Linked DNA regions of Dromaius novaehollandiae: region 2 is linked to region 1. A link is a contact called in public Hi-C data. All regions are on one chromosome and are shown on one strand. Each heading gives the region's core, a stretch centred on a gene start, on an enhancer-like site or on the middle of the called end of the contact. The rest is flanking DNA. Distances are from core to core; before and after follow the strand shown.

Evidence for each region. A called contact is a pair of places that touch in the nucleus more often than the background predicts.
Region 2: a Hi-C map of liver shows a contact between it and region 1, with 6 times the contacts expected there. The contact joins the enhancer-like site here to the promoter of CBY1 in region 1. A contact is called at or near these places in 3 of 4 Hi-C or Micro-C datasets (brain, liver and ovary).

Annotation. Positions count from the first base shown.
Region 1 is chr1:53,578,649-53,585,246 of bDroNov1.hap1, reverse strand. CBY1 (chibby 1, beta catenin antagonist) reads left to right here and starts at 2,309. Exons shown (of 5, transcript XM_026102694.2): 1 at 2,309-2,331; 2 at 3,253-3,376; 3 at 4,524-4,629; 4 at 4,714-4,829; 5 at 5,959-6,598. The coding sequence starts at 3,299. The coding sequence ends at 6,039.
Region 2 is chr1:53,676,861-53,683,458 of bDroNov1.hap1, reverse strand. No RefSeq gene overlaps it. Among named protein-coding and RNA genes, the nearest start is that of KCNJ4, 8.7 kb to the right of the region's middle. Within about 2 kb of position 2,773, at least 2 of the 2 cell types and tissues checked have open chromatin away from gene starts, as enhancers often do.

The sequences.
Region 1 (6,598 bases), core at 1,060-3,559:
AGAACTAAGCAGCAGAAAACATAATACAGGATTCCTCTAGGAAGGTGAACATTAATACACCTGTATAATTGGCAGGGTATGTCCTCACCAGAGCTCCTTAATGCCTGTTCTTTTTCTCAGTAACAAACCCCTGAAGTATTTATATAAGAAATATACGTGCTTTTGTCTTTGGGTGTCTCAGGGAACAACTTCTTTTGTATGGAGCTCTTCTGCTCTGAATATCTCTTTGAAAACTCAAGACATTTCAATGCCTTTAACAACATTAAGAAAAAACATGGAAATGAGCATCAAGAGCTCAGTTCCTCAGTCACGTATAGTCTTTGACTCTCAAAAGCACTTAGGTTAGCTATAGTTTTTTCAGTTCCAAACCGTAAGTCTACATTCTCCCAATCTTTCTTCCAGGTTCTTGCCCTCATTTTATTTCTGGCCATTGATCTTTTTATCTTCCTATCCAATATATGCACACACACATATTCATATAAATGCTGATAAGAGCCACAACTACTGCCCAAAACCTCTATTTAGAGCTGCAAGTTTTTGCTCTAAGGTTTTTACTGTAACCCCCTCTCTTATAAAAATAATGTATTTTCAGTGCACAGATTTTAATACAAGGGGTCAGAAGCACATATGTTGTAGTACATGGGCCGCTATTTTTACATCACTTGTCCGCGAAGATTCATATTGTTTAATTGGACTACTAGCATACAGTCCAGCACTGGAGATTTTCCTCATCTATAATCACCATATTGATATTGTGGTATCTTTCAAATTCTTGTTCCAGGTAAACAATTTTCTGGTTCACTTCAGTCAGAGTGCCCATTGAGCACTCTGAGAATGAAAGACTGTTAAGGAACATTGTTGTGGAATATTAATAAACGTACAAACCAAATGAAAAGGCTGGTGACCCTCCTCTCATGTTTTTGCCTCTCTTTCCTGGTATTTCTATTTATTCCCTCTCCCTCTTTTTGCTTTCCTTCTTATTCTCCTTTCACACAGCTCATTACCCTGATATCCCATTAATCTAAATTTTTTCAGGAAAGCCTCACAATGTCCTCAACAGAAACTTTTTAAGCAATGAAGCAAGTAATTTCAAATCACCAAATTCCTTCGAGATTGGGGAAATACAGTATTTTAAAACTTCAGAAAGGAAATATTTTGCTTTTGCAATAGAAAAAAAAAGTTGCTGATACACATGACATAACCTTGCCATCTGTTTGAAGTATTATCCAAACCAACTACCAAAGTCACCTCCCATGGAACAAAACAGAGTAGAACAATAAAAATTTGCCTCATCATCAGCTGAGAAGGGAAGACTTTGTAGCATGCTCAGAAAGTCAGGACATTGGGACTGTTTCAGAGGAGAGCTTACAAAACAAGTGCCCGCTCTTCTATCCCCAACTTTAAACTTATTCGCTAAACTTGTGGAGTCCAGCACCCCAGACACTTTGAACTTCTCCACCTCCTCTCCCATGCTCCCAAGTGAGAGCTGCTCTACCGAGGGGAATTTCCTTCTTTATCCGTAAAAAGAACGGCAGAAAAAACGCTTCCAACGAGTCCCAGCATTTTAGGGGATATGTGAGGCAGCAGTGGGCAGAACATAACAGCTCTGATGTAGCCTGAAAATAAGAGCTCCGTTTCCGCTACACCCAGCTAATCCTTGCCCTCCCATCTCCGCCAAAGCCAGCGGGTGCCAGGGGTGAGGCTCTGGGGCCAGGGCCCAGCGGGGTTACGAGCGGGGACGACACGGAGCCGCATCTCCCCGCGCCGCAGAGGATACCCGACGGTCCGTCCTCCGGGACCTCCCGCACCACCCCCACGGGGTCCCGCGGCGGCAGCCCCAAGAAGTCGCCCCGCGAGGCCGCCGGGGAGACGCCGCCGCCCGCCGCGGCCATCCTCCTCACGGGAGCCGCCAGTCGCGGCACTAGGGCGAGCCCCGCACCACGTAGGCCCGCCCGAGGGCCGCCGTCGCCACGCGCCGCCGCGGCGGGGAGGAGCGGGCGGGAGGGGGGGCGTCGTCATAGCAACGCAACGGCCGCAAACGGCTCCCGGGACACGCGGCGGCCGAGGCCACACGGGCGGTAATGGCAGGGGCTGCCTAGGAGCGGGACTCGGGTTCGCCAGGGAGCAAGCCGTTCCCTTCCTCCTCTTTAGTTAAGGCGAATTTCAATGGAACAGTCTAGTTTATCCGCCCCCGCGCTGAGGGCTGGCGCTACCACGCTGGGAAGGGAGGGATGTCCTCATCTGCTATTCTCTTGCTGATCCCGTTTATTTCACGAGTAAGATGCCGAGGGGGAAAAGAACTTGAGAGACTATTCCTATGGCTGCCGCTAGGTAGAGTAACTCTGACCCTGCTCGTCGTCCTCATCCCCTTTTCCCAATGCGAGACCGCCAGCGCGCCCCCCGCCAGGTGGTACGGCCCGTGCCCCTCCCGCCCCCGCCCCGCTGGCGGACCGTGCCGTTCGGCGGGCGGGGGGATAGAGGAGGGATGCGCCTGCGCAGAGGCGAGGCGGGGCGGGGGAGGCGCGAGAGAAGGGGGCGCCGAGCAGTTGGGTGCAGGTGAGGGGCGCGCGCGCGCCAACGGGGCGGGGAGGAGGAAGGGAGAGATGCGGGGTGCGTCGGCCTCGCTTCAGATTTAAAGCGGAGGCGGGGAGAGAGAGCGGGGTTGGTGTTAGGGCTTTGCGCCGTTTCCCCCCTTCCCGAAGCGTTCGCGCGGCGCGCGGTCACGTGGCGCGGTAGGTGCGAGGGGCGTCGCGTGCTGGTGGCGGGAGAGGCGCGGGCCTGTCATGGCCGGGCCGGGCGGGGCCCCGAGCGGGCGGGGGCGGGGCGCTGCGTTTCCGCCCGGTGCCCGCTTTTAGGTGTAAAGCGGGTAAAAGAACAGAATTGTCGGCGAATTGAACGCTTGTGGGAATGCATGGCATTTTATAAAGTGGTCACTGAAAATTCATGGCTATTTTTTTCATTAGAGGAAACTGCTAGAGAGGACCAGAGGTATTAAAGGAGGTGTGAGGTATTAAAAGAGTACATCCCGTCTCTTGAAAGAGCCCATTAATTTCTTTTAAAGTAGTGACTTAAAGAATTGGTGTCACCTAATTATTTTCAAAGGTACGATGTTTTTAAGAAGAAGTAGTGATTAAAAACTATAAATATCAGAATCTTAAAATCCTGGTAATTCTAAAGGTAATTACTGGGTTATATTTCTGTTTAAGACCTAACACGTCTAATCCTTGCATTTTCTTTGTGTTTGGAAAGCAGAATAAAGCAGTCAGAAGTACCACTTAAACTCAAAAAGTAGAACAGAATGCCTCTCTTTGGTAACACTTTTAGTCCAAAGAAAACACCACCCAGAAAATCAGCTTCTCTCTCCAACTTGCACTTGGTAAGTTCTGGGGCCCATGGCTTGGCTATTAAGTAGTCAGTGACCAGGAATGGGTGGCTTGTGCTAAGAATGTTGCATTATAATCCCTGTAAGACACCCTCCTCTTGGATGCTCCTGCCTCTAGCTCTTTCCTCCTGTGGTACAGGATCCATTTCTGATCACTGGTGACCAGATACCAAAATAAAAATGGAATGGCTCGGAGTAGTATGCATCACCCCCACCACTGTCCAGAATTACTTTCCCTGAAGCTTGTAACTAATGGTTCTAATCTAGATCCAGGGAGAGCGTTTCCAGCAGGTCAAGGGAGGTGATTCTTCCTCTCTGCTCAGCATGGGTGAGGCTGCATCTAGAGTGCTGTGTCTAGTTGTGGGCTCCCCAGTACAAGAGAGACATGGACTTAGCAAGATCAAGTGCAGCAAAGGGCCATAAAGATGATTAAGGGACTGGAGCATCTGCCATATGAGAAGAAGCTGAGAGCTGGAGCTGTTCAGCCTGGAGAAGAGAAATCTCTGGGGATGTCATTGATATATATATATATATGTATATGTATATAAATATGTGATCAGAGTGTGGAAGGAAGGCAGAGCCGGACTCTTCTCAGTGGTGCCCAGTGACAGGATGAGAGGCGATGGACACAAACTGAAGCACAGGAAATTCTGTTGGAACATAAGAAAACACTTTTTTACTGTGATGGTGGTTGAACACTGGAACAGATTGCCCACAGAGATTTTGGAGTCTCCATCCTTGGAGATATTCAAAACCCAAAGGATGCAGTCCTGGGCAGCCTGACCCTGCTTGAACAGGGGGGTTGGACTATATGTTCTCCAGAGGTCCCTTCCAACCTCACCTATTCTGTGATGTCTTTTCTAGCTTTTGCTACTAATAGGAGTACAGAGTGGACCATAAAGAGTGAACACATTCTGCTTTCAATCCTTAGGTGGTATCTTGGGTGAGAGGAAATACAGGCATGGTAGTGAGAGGAGAGGCTCTTCTACTGCAGTAGTATATGACTATAAATATGATTTCAAACTTCTGGGACAGTTACACTAGCAACTTCCATTGGAATGCCAGTCACTGTAAGAGATAAGAGAGTATGGTAGTGGTTTTGCATTCCTGTGAAAATCTAAGTTGGATCTTCTCCCTGCAGCTGGATAGATCAACCCGTGAGATTGAGCTGGGCCTGGAGTATGGCATCCCCAGCATGAACCTTGCTGGCCAGAGCCTGAAGTTTGAAAATGGCCAGTGGGTAGCAGGTAGAATGAAGCTCTGCTTGGTTTGATCTGAAATAGTTACGGTTGGTTGATAACCCTAATTTTGATCTCTTTTCTTTCCTCTAGAGTCAGGAAGCTTCACTGGGGATCGCAGGGAAATGCAGCGCTTGTGCAAACGAAACCAGCAGTTAGAAGAAGAAAACAACCTCCTTCGACTGAAAGTGGAAATTCTGCTGGACATGGTGAGTCTCTGTTGAACTTTTGCCTGCCCATGGCAATGGAAATGCCTGAGTGAAGAGTTCTGGGACCACCAAAGGCAGCGGTTCTCATTGCAGGGTGTGCACTCCACTCTTTCTGCTTTATCCTATTATGCAAGAGAACTTTAATGGTAAAGTGACTGTGAGAGTCAAGTCTGATCTCATCTGCTTCCTCTGCAAGAAGAGAGGAAGGTTTCTCTAGCAGAAGAGCTTGACTTCAGTGGAGACTGGAGTGGGATTAGATGGAAGCCCCAACAAGTGGCATGTTTCCTCTTTCCCTTTCTGCATTGAGTATAGCCACCTTCCTGCCACTGTGGCTTCTGCCTTTTGAAACCAAGTTACAGTCACCTTTTCTGGTCATAGAAGATTAAGGCCCCAGGACCCTCCTTTTGGCATGACCTAGGGCCTTTCATCTGTATGTAAACCTTTGGGTGAAAGAATTCCCAAACCCTATATAAACTGAAATTCAACCCTACACAGAGATCACAGCTTTCACACTTGAAATCTGGAGACTTCTTCAGTGAAATAGAATCATTGCTCAAGTATTGAGTGGGTTAGCTTTTATGTCAGTCTGAACAAATATTTATTCTTTCGTCATTTTTCTTCCTTTATTCTGTGTTTTTAAACTGGAAAGATGCTTTTGTGCTTTTTGTGCTTTTCTGCACTAAGAAAATCTGGCTTTCTAGGCTATCGCAATTAAGTGTGAAATTCATTTCCCTCTCACTAAAATGGGACCAGATGCTCACAAGGGCGCTGTTTTGTGGCTGTAAATCTCAGTGACATCTCTGGAAAGATAGTACTGTGAAATCCAAGGTGTCATTGAAAAAGCTTCTGAGATGCAGATTGCTTGTTATGTTCTACTACAATGAGATGAGGTGCTTCTGCAGAGAGAAAGCAGTCTCTGTGATACCACTAACATGCTTTCATATCCTGCCGCAGGAAAGGCATGGGACAGATTACAGCCTTGCTGATCTGATATTAACCCCACAAATACAATATAAGGTTATTATATGTTGTTATATATATATAGAGAGGGATGTATATATATTCCTCAACCTTATATAATAAGGTTGAGGGAGTAGCTTGTTCTTGTCATTGTTCCTGTGCATTGCAGCTCTCTGAGACCACAGCTGAGTCCCACCTGATGGAGAAAGAGCTGGAGGAACTGAAGAATCACAGCCGGAGGAGGAAGTGAGTTGCTGGGAGAAGAACATATGGCTAGAGGATGAGAGAACAAGGAAGCTGACTTTGCATCTTTGTTGCCCCTGTATGCAGGATTCCTTGGACAACTCAGTTGTGTTGGTACTATATATAATATATAGTTGTACTATATGTAGTTGTGTTGGTACTATATATGTGTATATAGAAAGAGTTGGTACTATAAATATATAGTTACTTTGTTCCACAGGAAAATGAATAACATAGATACCTACAGTATCGTGTGGTATTGCACCTACTACAGGACCGATGTTTCAACAACGCAGTAAATTATGCCACGACACTATTAATGAGCACTCATATTTTTCTCAGAGCAGTTTACTGTGTACCTTACTACATTTTTTCAGCAGTCTAATTGTAGGTACTGTATTTTCTAAGAAGAACCTGACAAAACACTCCCTTCCCTGTGAACAGTGGGATATACGTGAACAGATGACAGAGCAGATTCACACTTAAGTGATTGCAGTTAGTGACTTGGAGTTGCAACTCCTGTGTGAAAGACCCATGCTATCACCCTCAGTCCCAGAAGGTCTGGA
Region 2 (6,598 bases), core at 1,524-4,023, 98 kb before region 1:
GGCAGTGGTATGAAGGTGATGGGACTTGTGCGCATACCTAGAGAGAGCCTTACAATACAGCATCTTGGACATAGTTTCACTGCAGCTGTGGATGCAGGGAGGGCAAAGTGCTACTCTAGGAACTAGTCCCAATTTGTTTATCCCTTGTGACATCTCCAGCTGTGCAGAGAGGTGACAGGTTAAACCCACAGAAACAGGTTAAATTCCTCCTCATCCCCCTGTCTGCTTCATGATCTTGGGCAAGTCATTTTGCCTTGTTGTCAGCCTGCTCCCTGCTCCCTTTTTTTTCTTTCTGACTGAGACTGGAAGCCCTCTGGAACAGGAACTGCCTCTTCTCTTGTGACTGTGCAGCAGCAAGCACAAGACCACGAAAGAGCTCAGGGTTCTGGAGACTTCTTCATGGGACAAATCATCAAATAATTGCAAGAACTTAGAAAATCCAGTGTTTTTCACAAATTTCTCCTGCTTTTTCCTGTGGTGCATTTGGAACTTGTGGGATCATTCGACCGCTGCGGGAGAGATGCGTCTCAAACAGAGCAGCGGGGAGTGTGCAGCTTCATGCGGGCATTACAGCTCCACCAACGTGCCTCATACCTCCTCTGCAGCAATCGCTGCCAGCTGCTCTTCCCGTGACTTCCCTCCTCCGCTGACTCCGGACTGCTCTGTCCCACTGGCTGCTACCAGCTCACCAAACAATGCTGGCTCTTCAGACACTGCAGGGCCTCCAACTACTCCTGGCACCCCAGGGTGCAGCAGCCACCGTGTGGCTGCCACTCTCTGCTCCAGAGCTGTTTCTCATCACAGTTCTTCCCGGTTTCCCCGCACAGCCTTGTTCAGTGCTGGATCCATCACACAAGTTTCTCTATTCAGGACAGCCTGGTTGCTACTGAGCACAGCACTGTGTCCTGGAGAGGAAACAGCACAGGGTGTAACCAACTGTCCAGCAGCTTATAGCTATATGTTGGCTTCCATTTGCATACATTTAATCAGCTCCTTCTCTGTCATATGAAGTGGTCTGCTATAGGTTGGCATTACCTGTCAATGTGCTTGCAGCTGCTTTCAAACTGATTCCTCATTTTATCCACACAGAAGCACATGCAGACTGCAGGTCATGTTATATATATCTTCAAAGTGTTCTGTGGAGTTTCTGCATCAGCTCGTCCTCCTCTGTTCAATACACCTGGAGGGATGTGCAGGCCTTTGTTAGGCCCCTGATAGACACAGGGAGCTGGGTAAGTACCTAATCACCTGTCAGTCACAGTTTCAAGCTCCTTATTCTCTCAGTTGCACAGCTTCTGTAACTAGACTTCATATCTCATAGGCCTTCTTTGCTTCAGCTGACAACTTCAGTGACTGTAGCGCTAGGACATTCAAACAACTCTATCAATGCACTATGGTCAGAGACTCAAATATTACCAGCTCCCAGGTTCCAAGACGTGCTATTTCAAATCCGGGGCCAGCACCAAAATAATCCTGCTAATTTCAGAGGCCAAAAACTTTTAAAGTTCAAATATCCAGTGTCTCACAGACTATTTCAGGATGGTGTTTGTGTCCGTTCTGAATTTCTTCACAGGCATCAGGGCACTGAAATCACATCATTCCACTTAGCAACACACATTTCCTCCTTCCATTCTGACCTAATTTTAATAGCTAGTCTCTTGGGATCTATATGCCTAGAAGTAAGGCTGCTCAGAGAGTAGGATTACCCCCAAAACATTTCCTCCCAGGAGGGCAGGTGTTCAAAGGTAAGTATGTATACTAATGGCCCATTGACTGCTCTGCTGCTGTTGCTTTCCCTGGGAACTGGAAGAAGCCCAGGATCGAGGAACACACGTTAGCTAGAAATTGCAGAGACTCTGGGCAGTTTGCAAGCCAGGATGTCATTTTCTAAAGCCCTGAAGGGTTAGGAAAAGACTGGCTACTGGAAAAACTCTCAGAGTATTGCGAACCTTCTACCTGAGAGCTGTGCACCAGTCCCTGTGCTGGCGAGGACAGGTCAAATGGTGTGCTTCACCAATTCCATGCAGTTTTACTGCCTCCCTCCCACTATGGGATTGCACTGGCCAACTGTCTGTGGCATGGGAAAGACAGCAACACCCTGCTACAGCCATAAGTTGTCAGTGCCACTTCAGGGGACTGAATAATGGGGAAAGGGGAGCAAATCTCATGTTGAGCAAGTGCAAGAGGATGGGCTTGTGAGGTGGTGCTTGAAGGGCAGGCCGGTAGCAGAGTGACCTGACTCTGAACTCATTTTTTTTTCCTACGTAACTTCTTAAGGCCAGAATAGCCTTGTAGACCTTGCCTGGAGAAAAAATCAAAGTGGTAGTGCATATCTGAACTGCTGTTCAAGTCAGTGGCTGCTCTGTGAAAGCTGCTGAGGTTTTACAGAGCTTATAGTTGATAGCATGGAGCAGAAAGCTGTGGCCTGCTTGTCAGACGCGCTGACCTTTACCACAGGTTAAAGGTCCAACGCAGAGTTGCATGGCTGTGAAAATGTTGGCAGATCAGCGCCTGTTCTTTCCAAGCCTGCGTTGTCTCCAGGATCAGAAAGGAAACATTTTGATCCCTGACCTCCAGCTCTGACACCCAATACTTCCTGCTGAGCCTGTCCTAAGCCCCAGCACAGCTTTGCCAGTGTGGCTTCAGCCTGGCCTGCAGCACCCCTGCCACCTCAGTGCAACGGCTGCTCCAGAGGAAGACTCAGTCCTGGGTGCAGCCTTCAAATGCTCCACGGAGTTGGGACCTGCAGGGATGCAAGCCTTGCTTTCCTCTCTAGATGGTGCTCTTAGGACAGGCAATGGCCATGTTCCCCCAGTTTAAGCCTTGCTACTAAACCTCACTGTGCTGGGTCCTGCAGACAGGCATGTAAGGGCATTGGGGAGGGCTGAACTTGGCAGAAGGGGAAACAACTGATGTGCAGCCCCTCTGGGAACTTTCTACCATCTGAGCTCCTCCTGCTTTTCAGCTGCCTAGGCCCAGCACCCTGCATTTTTTCCTCTCCCCCTTTTCCACAGCCTGGAATAGTTTGTCCCAACTTTGTAGATTTAGCACATGGCTGATGCCTCTGGGGTTTTCCAATAGCGGCACTCCATTAGGGCCCAATTCTGCTCTTACCACAGTCAATGGCAAAAGTCTCATTGACTTAGCAGGAGCAAGAGCAAGCCCTTAATGGCTTCTGAAGGCAAGGCTTTTTTTTTTTCTTTTTTTTTCTTTTTTATTCTGTGACAGTTAAAACCATGGCCACTTTAGATTTCCCATATAAAGCTGGGAGAGACCTCAGGCACTTCTGCAAAGAAGTAGATGACCTGCTGAAGCTTGAAGTAAATAGAAGAGGTATTTTACCACACGGGGATCACTAGCCTGGATGCAAGAGACAAGGCAGCATGCTACATTGCACTCCTAGACACAACCAAAACAGAGCTGGTTGAAAAAGAACAGATTTGTTCTGAAGCAAGAATATTTTCAGAATCATTTCCTGATCACGGAAATCCAAACTCATTGTCTCCTTGTTTGAGATTATTATCATGTTTCTTGAAAAATATTTTTAGCCACAGCGTGTATCAAAATATTTTGCTGGGCAAGTTTTGGGTGAGTTGGAAGGTGCCAATGATGGTTTCTTTCCAAAAGGGTTGACTAAAAGTGTCACCAAAAATAAAACATGAAACAAGTTTCTCAAAAGTCATTTAAAACAACAACAACATTCATTTGAAAACTGGCAAGAGTGACAGCAGTAGAGTTAGTTGTCACAGCATGGAGGATCTGAACCAGTGCCTGCCTGGATCTTATTCACAGAGAAAAAGTCCTTCCTCTCCTAGAATAGATTTCAATAACAAGTCAAAGAAATAGTTCAGTAGTAAGACAAGGAAAGAAATAAAGCTTGTGAGTGGATAAGCAGTGTCTGCCTCCATAAAAGCAAGCTGCCAGCTCCTCAGGATTAGAGGGAAAGTCTTGAGGAAGAGTTCCCTCCAGCACATACTGTAGGAGGGAGCCATTGAGATACTGTGCCCTGGCGTGTAATAGGACTATCTTCCCTGGAGAGCACAGGGTAAGGAAGTGTCACCTGCTTGAAAGGTGATGCTCCATGTATCACATGCACCAGTGCCACGGCCAAAATACCAAGTGTTTGTGTGTGTCACTGGGTGTATTTATAGTTGTGAATGGCTGTGAGATTTGATTTGCAGACCCCTTAAAGATTTCCACTCTTCTTTACAGTAACCAAAGCCTTCCAAGCTGGATTGTCCTAGCCGCCTTTCATGGGCCATGTAAAAGGAGGGCTGCTAGTCGAGGTGAACATTGCTGTTGTATGTAGTTTGTGTGTATGTTCTTGGGTGATTATAGGATGAAGTCGTGGCATGGGGTAGTTTATGCTGGCACGTATGGCATATGCATGTGGGCATGTGCAGTGGTGGGCCAGTATTTTGTAATTTGAGCATGCAGGTACAGAGGTACCTGTATAAGAAGTGTATATTATGTAAGTACCTCTATGTACCGGCAAAGAACTTGGGGCATGAATGCTGCTTACAGAGGCAAAAGAGGAGCGATGCCATCAGGAGTGATGTCATACCACCACGTGGGCTTACCTGAGAAGCATGCCATTTGGGCAACGGAGCTCTCAGAAGAGCATTTGGCAGGCAGATGCTCCCAGTTTAACCATTACCTGCGCTTTCCCTGCACTTTGGCTTTTGCCCTCCATCTTTGCGCCATGGACTCCGCGTGCCCCAGCAGGGAAGGGAGGGAAAATGCCCCCCCCCACCACCAGGAGTCCTCGAGGGGGCAGCCAGGGAAAGGCAGCCACGTGCAATATGCCCATGGGGGGCTGAACAGTTTCCACGAGCTTCCAGCATTGCGTTTAAAACTCACTCCTCCACTGCCCCCCGCAGCCAGGCCTCTCACGCCCTTGCGGCAGTGCTCAGCACACTTTTCCATGCCAAATTTAAAAAATTTAAGAGACCTGGTCCCTCTTGCTTAAAAGCAGCCAGGGCAAATGATGTGGAGACCCCAAGTGTTAAAGCAGCTGGACCAGTGTTGTGGTCCCTAGCAAGTCACACTTTCAAGGTTTTTCTACAGCAACAGATGGCAGAAACTGGTTTAATCCTTAAAACACCACATGACTCCGGGTTTTGAAGGAAGCAGCCATGTTGTGACCGGAGGCGATGCAGTGGGGCCAGCACAAGGCCTGGAGACAGCACGGGGCAGCCAGGCTGTGGTTTCCATGGCGACATGGTAGGCTGCCCCGTTTGGTTGTGCTTCTTCACCAGGCCCTGGGGTGCTGCCATGCCGTTTTTGCAGGCTGCGCGGTGCCGGGGCTGGGGCAGCCTGCCGTGGGGCAGGGGCGAGCGGCTTCCTGGTGGCAGGCCAGGCACTCACTCCGCCTCAGCTGGCCCACCGTTTCCCGAGGCCATAGGGGATGATGCCATGCGGCCGTGCTGCGACCGCCCGAACCACAATGAACCTCGTGCCTCCCCGGGCCTCCCTGCACTGAGGCCCCCCGTCCCCTCCCAGTGATGGCATGCAGGTAACACCCGGTCATCTGGGTTTTTCCTCCCCAGCGCCATGGCTGTGGGTGCTCACAACACTTCTGAGAGCTCAGTCCTCTCCGAGCTGCCGCACGGCTGTGGGATTCGCTCAGTCTGGGCCAACAGGTTCAAAAGTGATGAGGCAGGGCCTGACAGACTGACAGATGGATAGGCAGACAGCGCGAGCGCAATAGTCTCGTTTCCTGAGGAAACCAGGCTAAAAATAGGGGCTCTCGCTCTTCCTCTTTTCATCCCCCTTCTCTCTTTTTTTTTCTTTTTTCCTGCTTTTCCCTTGGGTCCTCCTTGTCTCTCTCTCCGCTCCTTTCTAATGGCATAACGGTGTTGCCAGCTTCCTCTTCATTTTATTGAGAGCAGCTGTGGATTAGCTGGGTTTGCCTTAAAGCCTCAGCTTCTGTTTTCAGCGTCTGCTTTGCCTTGATGTCAACCATGGCTGAAAAGGGCCAGCAGGTTCACCGGATGATGCAGAGGGGGTCTGGCAAACAAAGGTGGTCATATGATACTGGTCATATGATACTTATTCCCTTGATGTTATGGTGACATTTTCCCCTTTTTCCCAAAAGAGTTCTGCCGCCTGAACGTGGAGGGTGGCAGCACTGGCTTGTGTGCCATCACTGCCACCCCGTGTTTGCTGGCACCTGGCCCTGCGCGCACTTCGGCTGCCCCGTCTTCGCCTAGCTCTCTTGGTAGGTTTCTGCCCAAAGATCAGTCTTGCAAAAGCTGCCGCCTCTGCCTGCCAGTCCCATTTCTTTCCACATATCCTTTGTGAGTGCGAACTTTGTGCCTGGCCCCTAGCTCTATTTGGGTGCATGCCCGCACGCCTGAACCAAGGCATTTAAGTAAGCCGAGCCCTCTGCATCATGCCAGCTGTAGCATTTAATCCCTGCAAACCACTGCCCACCTTGCCAAGGGCACGTGTGTGCAGGCACTGAATGCTGTACACCGGCGACCGTGGGATGCGTGCACAGTCTTCAAACTCCCTGAGCCTGATGCCCACCAGGCTCGTTCAGCATCTCCAGGACTGCTCACCTCCGAAGGATGCTGTTGCTTGGTGGTGGGTGCCC